3 separate regions of the Mus musculus genome follow, and regions 2 and 3 are each linked to region 1. A link is a contact called in public Hi-C and promoter capture Hi-C data. All regions are on one chromosome and are shown on one strand. The core of a region is the stretch at or near the end of the contact, and the rest is flanking DNA. Distances in the headings are between cores, read along the strand shown.

Evidence for each region. Promoter capture Hi-C pulls out the DNA fragments that hold promoters and counts their contacts. Hi-C and Micro-C count contacts between places; a contact is called where the count stands out from the background.
Region 2: a contact with region 1 is called in a Hi-C map of uterus, with 7 times the contacts expected there. The contact joins the promoter of Snapc3 here to the promoter of Haus6 in region 1. A contact is called at or near these places in 1 of 39 promoter capture datasets (pre-B cells) and 1 of 484 Hi-C or Micro-C datasets (uterus).
Region 3: a contact with region 1 is called in a promoter capture Hi-C map of cranial neural crest. The contact joins the promoter of Psip1 here to the promoter of Haus6 in region 1. A contact is called at or near these places in 2 of 39 promoter capture datasets (cranial neural crest and pre-B cells) and 1 of 484 Hi-C or Micro-C datasets (granulocyte-monocyte progenitors).

What each region holds. Positions count from the first base shown.
Region 1 is chr4:86,610,384-86,613,861 of GRCm38.p6, forward strand. It overlaps Haus6 (HAUS augmin-like complex, subunit 6), which reads right to left and starts at 1,672. Exons shown (of 17, transcript NM_173400.3): 1 at 1,303-1,672. The coding sequence starts at 1,430.
Region 2 is chr4:83,416,091-83,419,568 of GRCm38.p6, forward strand. Snapc3 (small nuclear RNA activating complex, polypeptide 3) reads left to right here and starts at 1,634. Exons shown (of 9, transcript NM_029949.4): 1 at 1,634-1,964; 2 at 2,616-2,693. The coding sequence starts at 1,663.
Region 3 is chr4:83,484,841-83,488,318 of GRCm38.p6, forward strand. Psip1 (PC4 and SFRS1 interacting protein 1) reads right to left here and starts at 1,623. Exons shown (of 16, transcript NM_133948.6): 1 at 1,435-1,623; 2 at 877-1,088. The coding sequence starts at 948.

The DNA of each region.
Region 1 (3,478 bases), core at 422-2,921:
CAAGAGAGGCAAACAGAGCTGGAGGCCATGGTATATAATCATCCATCTCAAAGGAAAAAAATGGGGGAGCATCCTTTAGTATGCAAATTTACTTTCGTCCCTAATAGTAAAATTACATGTATGCCATGGAATTGCTTTAAAATAACATGTATAACCTACTACAAGTGAATGATTGCATACTATCATATACCTACTTAACTGAGGTTGCATAAAAATGTCTAAAGCATCAAAAAACAAAACAAAGTTAATTTAACTAGGGATGGTTGGTGGGACGTTTTAATCCCCAGCACATAAGAGGCAAGGGCAGGCTGGTATCTGAGTTCAAGGCTAGCCTGTCCACAAAAAGAGGTCCAGAAGCCTTGTCTTGAAAAATAAACAAACAAACAAAAACAAAAATCAAACAAAAGACAAAATTCATTGAGACTGGAGAGATGTCTCAGGTTACTAACAGTGTCTGCGCCTCCAAAAAGACACGGGTTCAATTCCCAGAATCCACATGGCAGATCTAAACTGTAACTCCAGTCCCAGAAGATCTGACAACCTCACACAAGACATACAAGCAAGCAAAACAGCAATCTGGAGGAGCAAGGCGATGGAATTAAAATCCCAGCACACCTCCCATTACTACAGAGAGGGGGGTTTTGTCTCAAAATAAAAATAATAGTAGCCGGGCGGTGGTGGCGCACGCCTTTAATCCCAGCACTTGGGAGGCAGAGGCAGACGGATTTCTGAGTTCAAGGCCAGCCTGGTCTACAAAGTGAGTTCCAGGACAGCCAGGGCTATACAGAGAAACCCTGTCTCGAAAAAAAAAAATAGTAATAATGGTGATGATGGTGATATAGTAATAATAGAATCATTCTTTCCATTAAATTATAAGGAGGAAAGGGGGCCTGAAACCGGAAGCTCGTGTCTAAAGTATACAAATATAAACAAAGTATTTCTTTTTGTGATCGCAACCATAACTGAAGTGGCAAAGGAAAGGGTATCGGCTTTTGATTTTCATTCCCACACATTATTATGTTTTTGCTAGCTGTAACATGTTTTAGTTCGGATTCAAAGTTTAAACCCACAGTTAACTACTTATAAGATGTTTGCATATATAGTTCCCCGACGCCTCCCACCAACTACAGACCACGAAGGCAGGGTTAAGCGGGCCCGCCGTTGTGCCTCAACTGCAGAGCACGCCTCTAAAGCGTCCCGCACCCGCATCCCTTACACTGGTGACGACCAGTCCCCCACCACAGGGTTCTGCCGCCAGTGACTGGACGCCAAGGACCGCGCCACCGCCCCAGATCTCCTTACTCTCCAAGGTGCGCGTGCGGCACCATCTTCCCGCCGAACGTGATGCTGGAGCTCGGATCCAAGCCCAGCGCCTGCAGGTACATCCAGAGATGCTGCTTCTCGAAAGCGGAGTCCCGGGCCGAGCTCATGCTTTCCACGGGCAGGGCGACTGTGACGGAGGAAAACGAAGGCACCGAAGCCGTGAGGACCCTTGGACCCCTCCTACAGGCATCCCGGGGTGACGACAACCCCTCTGCGGCGGCCGCCCGCTGCCTCCTCTCCGAGAGCCATCCCACCACAAAAGGCCGAACGCGCCCAGAAAAACAGACAGTGACTGCAGCGCTCCACGCAAACCAAGACTCCCGCGCTTGCGGAAGACTACACTGCGCAGGCGCAGGCGCAGTCCCGACTTCCGGGACTGGTCTTCCTAAGAGGACTCAATCTCCCACCATGCAATGCATCCCTGTCTCCGGGCACATGAAGTCCCTGAGAGAAACTATAAGACCCACAAAGCATTGCGTGACCAGCCAATTGCCCCAAGGTCCGGAAACCGGGTGTTTTCTAGAGCCCTCCCGGCCTTAGTTCCGGATTCTTTGCGTTTTAGGTTTCTGTTGCTCGGGTTGTGATTGCTGTTCAGTAAAAGCTACATTGTAGCTCCTTATAGTGAGTGATGCAGGTGTATGGCCCTAAACAAATCATCTTTTCCTTTATTTTAAGACAGGGTCTTGTCCGGTGGAGGCAGCGGTGTACTCCTTTAATCCCAGTACTCAGAGGAGAAGAACTTTGTTAGTTCGAGAACACTACTGATTTCCGGGACAGCCAGAGCTACACAAAGAAACCCTGTCTCGAAATAAAACAAAGCAAAACCAAAAAGGCAGGATCTTGCTATGTAGCTCTAACTTTATGTAGCGCAGTCTGGCGTCGAAGACTGTACCTGCCTTCCTACTATATGAATTAATGGGCAAGAGTCACAGGGGCCGATGGAGTTGTTCATTGATCACCTCATCTAGAGTGCTTGGCAAAATTTTTATTATCAAATGTTTCTTTGGTCGTGGAGGTTGCAAGTCGAGATTTCTTTTAGCCTCCTCTGGCCTTGAACTCCCTTCCCAAAGGAAGATGACCCTGAATTCCTAATTCTGGAATGCTCTCCATCTTTGTGGGAGGCACCACCAGCCATACTTCAACTTGCTGTACTAGAAATCTGTCTCTCACCGGGCAGCACTTGGGAGGAGAAGACAGGCGGATTTCTGAGTTGCAGGCCAGCCTGGTCTACAGAGTGAGTTCCAGGACAGCCAGAGCTATTCAGAGAAACCCTATCTCGAATAACAACTACAACAAAGTCTGTCTCTCTGCTGAGTGTCAGGAGTCATAATGGGACAAGCATCATCCTGAAGTGGTCTACTTCGGATTATTAGATGACCTGCGACAGGTGCACCCTTATTAAGCAAGGCTGTAAGGAATTCATTTTAGGGAAGATTCCTGCTATTAATATTGCTTTTCCTGTTATTATTAAAAATATATAACAATCACTAAGTAGTAGCACACCCCTTTGGAGCAGATCTCTGCAGATCCATGAAGATGTATTGTCTTGTAGTGATGCCATATAGACAAATAGATGACTTAAGTCATCATGATGATCCTATAAGAATTCCTAAAATTTTATCTGTGATTATTAAGCTCATTTTTACTGGGACTCCTATTAAGTCGTTTTTGATAGTCAAAACTGCAATGAGAACTCGGCCAATTTTCCACATGTTACCAGTTCTTAGATGGTAACCAGATTTTCTCCTATTCAGAGCACATTCCAAGAGGTGATAAAACAATTAACCAAAAGTCATATAAAGGGAACTAATGATTTATTATAGGTGCTAGGACAGAAGATAAAATATTGACTGGGTTTATCTATACAAAACTTCACTAATAACTTAGTTATGGTTTTAAACCTTCAGTGAACCTGTGGAGCTGAGACAGGTGATGGATGTTTAGCCAGAAAATTATTCCTAATGGATACGAATGTAGACATTCTCTATTGTAAACTTCTATTTCAATTTATGATTTGATTTTTTGTGTGAACTTTGTGATCATGTATTCTGAAAGATGTATAGGTACTGAAGACAAATGAGAAAGAAGAATTTTTTAAAGCCTTTCCCCACTTAGACTAGAATTTTTTGCCTTTCCCCCCTTAGAAGAATTTTTC
Region 2 (3,478 bases), core at 384-2,883, 3.2 Mb before region 1:
AGCTCTTGCCCCTGGGTTCCTGCTCTGCTGGAGTCTTGTCCTGACTTCCTTTGCTGATGGCCTGTGATATGGAAGCCAAGTTGCTTTGGTCATGGTGTTTTGCCCATATTGTCTGTGCACTATTGCATGCCTGGTACCCAAAGAGGTCAGAAGAGGCCCTGGAACTGGAGTTATAGACCACTGAGAACTGCCACACGGGTGCTGGGAACCGAACCCAGGTCCTCTGGAAGAGAAGCTGAAGCTCTTTAGCCACTGAGAGACATCTCTCCAGTCCTGCTTGTTGTTTAGGAGACAGGAATTCCTGTATCCCAGGCTTGCTTCAAACTCCCTCTGAAGGTGATTATGACCTTGAACTTCTGGTCCTCCTGCCTCTCCCTTGCAAGTGCTGGGATTATTGATCCCAGGACTTCATGCATGTGAGCCAAGTATTTTATCAGTTGAGCTGCAGCCCAGTCCATCCAATGAGTTTCAATAAATAAAATATATAATATCCATGCAATACAATTAAATTCAACCAAAAAGGGGGGGGGGATGAAGTACTGAAATTTGCTGCAAAGTAAAAATATTGTACAATATTATAGAAACCTATTGTAAAGGTCATATATGATTACATTTATATTACATGTAGAAAATAAACTGGGTGTGGTGGGACATACCTTTAATCCCAGGACTCAGGAGGCAGAAGCGGCTGTGAATTCAAGGCTAGACTGTTCTACGTAGTGATATCCTATTTCAAAAAGCCCAGATAGCAAACCTTTACAGACGTAAAGCCTGAAAAGTGTTGGCTAAAGTTGGAAGGATTGGGAGTCATAACTAAAAGCAACCTTTTCACGAGTGGTGAAAATGTTCTTAAACTAATGGTTGCCCCATTGTGAATATACTAAAAGCCACTAAAGGAATAGTTCCAATGGCTGAATTATACAACATGTGTCACAGGACAATCATACAAGCCAGGGATTGTTCAGCACACCCTGCTATGATATTTGGAACAGCTGAGCGATGGCCAAGCTTCAGAAACATCTAGGCTCACTGGGTTTCAAGCTACTTCCATTTCCTAGTTTACCGGTTTACTCCTTTAACAATCACATTCGGCTCTCTCCCCGGAAAAGTGGTGACTTTTCAAAATATATACATATGGCTAAGAATGAATTTGTGTGTTGCATAGCCGACGTTCGATAAGCTCTATCGTGCAGGTAGGTATACAAAGGCACGCATACAAACACACACCGTGCCTTTCAGAAGATTCTGGACGAACCAGTCTCAGTGCCCCTTGTCCTTCAGGATTCTCTCTAGGATAGGAGGAACCGCAGAGCAGCTCGCAAAACCAGTGGACAAAAGTCCCGCCCCTACGAACCAGATTTGAGAAAACTATGAGATGGGGACCCAATGATTGAGTCTTTAGGTAATTGTGGGTCCCAATACCAGATCAGCTCGGAACACAGCGAGCCGCACAGCCCTCGGACAAGTCCAGAGAACAATGCATCCAGCCCGGCCCACAGCGACCGAGCCGCGCCCAGGCGGTAGCCAGCCTGCTGGGAAATGTAGTTTCTGAAGCACAGCTCGCGCAACCGCCCGCCACCCCGGAGCTCTGCAAAACTACAAATCCCGTCACGCCCCGCGACGCCCTCTCGCCAGCTTTTGCCGGAAGGGATCGTGGCTGACATGGCGGAGGACCTGCAGGGCGGCGGTGCGGGTGGCCCACAGCACCCAGTCCCCAGTGCGAGCCACAGCAGCTTTCCGGAATACGAGCTTCCCGAGTTGCACACGCGCGTGTTCCATGTGGGCTCCTTTGGGGAGCTATGGCGTGGCCGGCTAGGGGCCCAGGATTTGTCGCTGAGCGAACCGCAGGCAGCCGAGCAGCCGACCGACGGAGGGGCATCCAACGACGGCTTTGAGGATGCTGCAGTAGCCAGCGATCTGGGCTGCAGTCTGGAGGCAGCAGCAGAGCTGAGGGTCGTGTGCGGGTGAGTGTGCGGCTTCGGGGTTTTGCGTGGATCCCGCAGGGCTCAGCCTCGTCCCTGCGCTTCTCGGAGACCCTTAACCTTCGTCCCCCTAAACCCTTTCCGGAAGGCCGGAAGAGATCCTTGGGTCCAAAAGCACTTTCCTGAGGGGTGGATCCAGTAACGGGACACTACAAATGCACGAAAGACTTCTATTCTTGATCTTTAAAGTGCTTGTTGAAGTAACAGCGGTATATATCTGTCATTGATATTTGGACAATGGAAGTACCTGAGGATGGAGGAGACTTAAACAGAGCCGGGTTGAAACCTTTATTAACCGTGGTTTCTAGCGGTCCTCATGAAAATGTTATTACTAAAATTTCCCTAAAAGTTTCTTACCTGGAAATAGAAATACAAAAACTAACTTGTAGCGGTCCTTCTCCTTTTGACAGTACTGGCTGTCCTCAAATGAACATACACCCTTTTCGGTATAACACTGGCACAAAAACCATTGTCTTGAATTCTGGCCTCTTTTGAGCTGCCTGCTGGATTTCATAAGACTTAATTATTCAATGATGTATTTAGGACAAGCTCTGACCCGCTGTTGAAAAATGCATGGCTGATCATAAATCGTTGCTTTTCCTTTCTCCCTTTCCCAACCTCCCTTTCTCTAAGCCTTGATAAACTGAGATGCCTCGGGGAAGATGAAGACCCGGAAGTCATCCCAGAGAACACTGACCTAGTGACTTTATGGTATGAGTTTTGTTTTGTTATATGCTATTTGTTTTGGTGCTGGAGATGAAACACGACCTACCACTAAACTACAGTTAGTCTTTCTGCTGTTTATCTGAACACTCTGAATGTTTTACTCCACCACTTAAAATTCAACCATTAGTTTGGTGTCCTGGCTTTTGGCTGTAATCCCAGCCCTCGGGAGGCTGAGTCAAAACTGATGTAAGTTAGAGGTTAGCCTTAGCTACCTAGTGAGTTCAATGATAATTGATGACTGGTTGTTGTTGTGGTGGTGGTTGTTGTTGTTTTAAACATTTGGACATCCTTTCTTTGGCTCTGTGGCTCTGTGGCTCTGTGGCTCTGTGGCTCTGTGGCTATGGGATACAGTTGTGTGTGTTTCCCCAGGCTCTTCCATTCAGTAAATCACAGATACTGTGCTAATTTACCCATCAGTTACGTAGCTCCAAAAGAAGTACCATTCTGTAATTTGGGATTAGGGTGATATTTTTTTTTTTTTAAGATTTATTTAATGTATATGCGTACACTGTCACTGTCTTCAGACACACCAGAAGAGGGCATCAGATCCCATTACAGATGGCTGTGAGCCGCTATGTGGTTGCTGGAAATTGAACTCAGGACCTCTGGAAGAGCAGTCAGTGCTCTTAACCACTGAGCCATCTCTACAGCCCCAGGGTGATATTCTTACATCTAAAGAAAAACATTAAGAACACAAAATCCCTAATATCCACTACATATTTGAATTTGCATTGATTTTTTAATGTAGACTTTATCTACTTAGATTTGTA
Region 3 (3,478 bases), core at 373-2,872, 3.1 Mb before region 1:
CCTTTAGTCCCAGCACTCCAGAAGCAGAGGCAGGTAGATCTCCGAGTTTGAAGCCAGCCTGGTCTACGAGTGAGTTCCAGAACAATCAGCGCTACACAGAGAAACTGTCTTGAAAATGAAAATAAAAAATAGGTTGTATGAAAAAATAATTACAATTTTAGAACATGAGTCTATTTTTGAGTTTATCTAATAACCTTCTTTAAGTCTTATCTATAGTATTCTGAACCTTGACACCATTATAAACTAACAAAAAAAACCTATTTTTTTTTTCCTGAAAATGGAGCTCGGCTGTTTAATGTAACATCTTGAGCCCTTAGGACTTCTCCAGTTAGGTTAATCCAGTGTCCGGTCTACTTCTCCCTTTGGCTATGGAGAACAAAAAATGGAAAACAACATCTTCAAGGTCATAAAGCCAAAGACTGTGAATCTAAAGATCCAAATGAGCCGCCAACTGCAAATCGGTACGAAGCAACCTAAACCACAGCTGACATGCAAGGGCTTGGAGTCTGCATTTTTCGTTGACGCTTTGTATTTTGTTCAAAATTCCAAATTTTAAGGAAATGTCATGATTTCAACTCACAAAAATCCTACTTGATGATTTCGCCTCAATGAAACGTTAATTGAATGTCATCCCCAAAAACTGCTATATAGAACACCTGTCAGAGACTCAAAAAGGGAAACCGCCGCGGATATGAAGGAAAACCTAGAATTTTACAATTGTACGTGAGTATACAGAAAAAAAAAAAAAGAAAGAAAGCTAAAATGAAAGGTTCCAAGTAACGGTAAAGAGAAAAGGAGAGGAAGGACTGAAAGGAAGCCGAGAAGAAACGATGGGAGGCAGGCCGCACCGCTACACCGGGGCTACAAATCACTTACTCGAGCTGGCCAATGAGGATAACCTTTCATCTTGGCGAAGATGAGGTCTCCAGGTTTGAAATCGCGAGTCATGTTTGAGGGGCGACGCCGGGAGTCCCAAGACCAGAAGGGGGAGCAGCGCAGCCGCGATCAGGAGATGCGAGAGCACAGACGCGAGCTGGGACTGGCGGGCCCGCGGGCGGGGGAGGATGCCTCGGGGTGTCCCGACGCGCCTGCGAGGGACAGCAGGGAGGGCGGTTAAAGCGCAAACCCCAGGGAGGGGCCGCGGGGAGGAGGGCAGGGGGAGGGGAGGCGGCGGAGGGGGAGGGGGAGCCGCCTGCGCGCCTCCTCGGACAGAGCGCGGCCTCGGCCCCGAGCAGCGCCGGGGCCTGCGGTCGCGGCCACCTGAGGCAGGGATGCTGCCCGCCACCCGGCCGCCGGCCTCCCACCCCGGCGCTCCCAGGGCTTTTCCCACGGGCCGCAGCCCACGAGGGAGGGGCGCGGCGGGGAGAGGAGGGAGGCTGCGAGCGCGGCCGCCCGCTTCCCATCCGCGCCGAGCGGGGGCGGGGCGGCTCTCACCTGCCGGGCGGCGGCGCTGGGGCTGCGGGGCGCGCTGGCCGCTCCTGCCCACGTCCACGCCGGCCACCTGCGCCACCAGCTGCCGCAGAGGCGTCTCAACGGCTCCGAGCTGCAACCGCCACCGCCACCGCCACCGCCGCCGATGTCGCTACGCCGCTCCCGCGCGGCTCCCGCTCGGCGCCCGCTAGCGCTGGGCCGTACCAAGTGCTCGCGCAGGCACGGGTGGCGCTACAGCCGCCGAGCGTCGTGGCTCGGGAGCTGAGGGCCTGAGTCCCCTAGAGCCCACAGGTGCCCCTGGTTGCGACCAATTGCAAGCAGATGCCGTGGGAGGGGAGGGAGAGGGGAGGCCCGGAGAGAGGCACGCGGGAGCTGTCCCTCTCCTCCACCCCCCCCACGGCTGGCACAGTGGTCGCGCCCGGCCCGCCCCTGCTGGCTGCTCTGCGTGTGTGTATTTGTATGTGTACTGTATGTAAAAGACGGGGAGGGAGGAAACGATTGTTGTGGACCCGGTTTGGGGGCGGGTATCCGGGCCTGTAGCCCACGGCTGCATGTTTAAGAGAATGTGGCAGCCCAAGGTGCTTGTTCTCGCATCCTTCTCCTTGGTGCGAGTACTGTAGTGCTCCTGCGCAGTTTACATCATCCCCAAAATGAAGAGCTGTGCAAAATCCCAGAGATGAAATTGGAATATGAAGCAGTTGCAGGGTGTGCACCTTGTAGGCCTCTTACACCTCGCAGAATGGGCTTTGCAGTCTCCTTTTCTTGGGACTGAAACATGAGAAAGCCCTATTTCATTTCCCTGATATTTCAACCGCGGAGAACCGTTAACGAAAACACAATCCCATTGAATGCAAAACGTCAAGGATATAAAACAATGACAGAGAAAGCGTAGTTAGCTTGTTAGTTAGGATGTGGATTTGGGCCCAATCTAAATTTTAGCCCTGCACTTAAAATTCTATTTCCCTAGAAAAGTGATATATATGGTGGTAGGTGATACAGGAGAGAAGAGTTACTAACACCTAAATATTTCATCATTTAAAATTCTCTTAAAGGGTATTTAAAGGTGAACTTATTTTTGATCCTTTAGCCAGTGGATGCTTTTAATATTTTGTAATACACCTTCTGAAATGGGTTGACTTTTACGATCTTTACTCTAGCAGAACTAATATTATTTATCCATTAACATCCAGGTTCCCAATAAGTAAGGATGTGGCAAATTAGAAGACATTAAAGTATTAAGAAAAAATAAGTCTTTTGTTTCATCCTTCATTGAATCTCTCCAAAATCCTGTTTAGAATAGAGCACTGTTTGGTGTTGAATATACAGCTAGGAACAAGATTAGGTATTTCCTATATCAAACAGGCTAAAAATATTAAAGATATTAAGAATATTAAAATGTGTAAGCAATAATACTGCTTTAAATAAAGACTCACAGCTGAGACTCAGGAAGAGCTTTGTTTGAATAGGCAAAAATTCAGGGCTTTATTTATAAAAGGAATATTGCATGTCTTTAAAAGGAAATCTGGCACCCCAATGTTAAATGCCTAGCAAGCAGGCCACTGTAGATGTGCATCGTGCAGAGGGCTCCGCATGGAGCTAAAAGAAAGAAAGGAAATTATTGGTGATATGTCTTCAAGCTTCTCACCGTGAATCTTAGGTTGTGTGCTTTGGGGGCTATCCAAGGTTGCATGGTAAGAAGGGGGATAAAACTGATTGCTTAAAACTGGATGCTTGGCGTTTCAGTGCAGATGTGAGCAGAGGGAGCCCTTTTTTTATGTGACTGTTGATTAAGAAGGGAAGAAAAAAAGGTGGAGGAGCACAACTAAGTAATTACAGAAATGGTCGTCAGCTAAATCATGGACCTGAAAGAACAGAAAGCTGTCTTAAAGGGAAGTCTCTAATCCCAAGTCACCCAGCTATCGTGTGTGTGTGTGTGTGTGTGTGTGTGTGTGTGTGTGTGTGTGTGTGTGTGTGTGTGTACACCTCCCCCTCCCATTGTCTCCAACTCCATAAGGCTTTGAAACTCCAGTTGTGGTCAGACTCCACA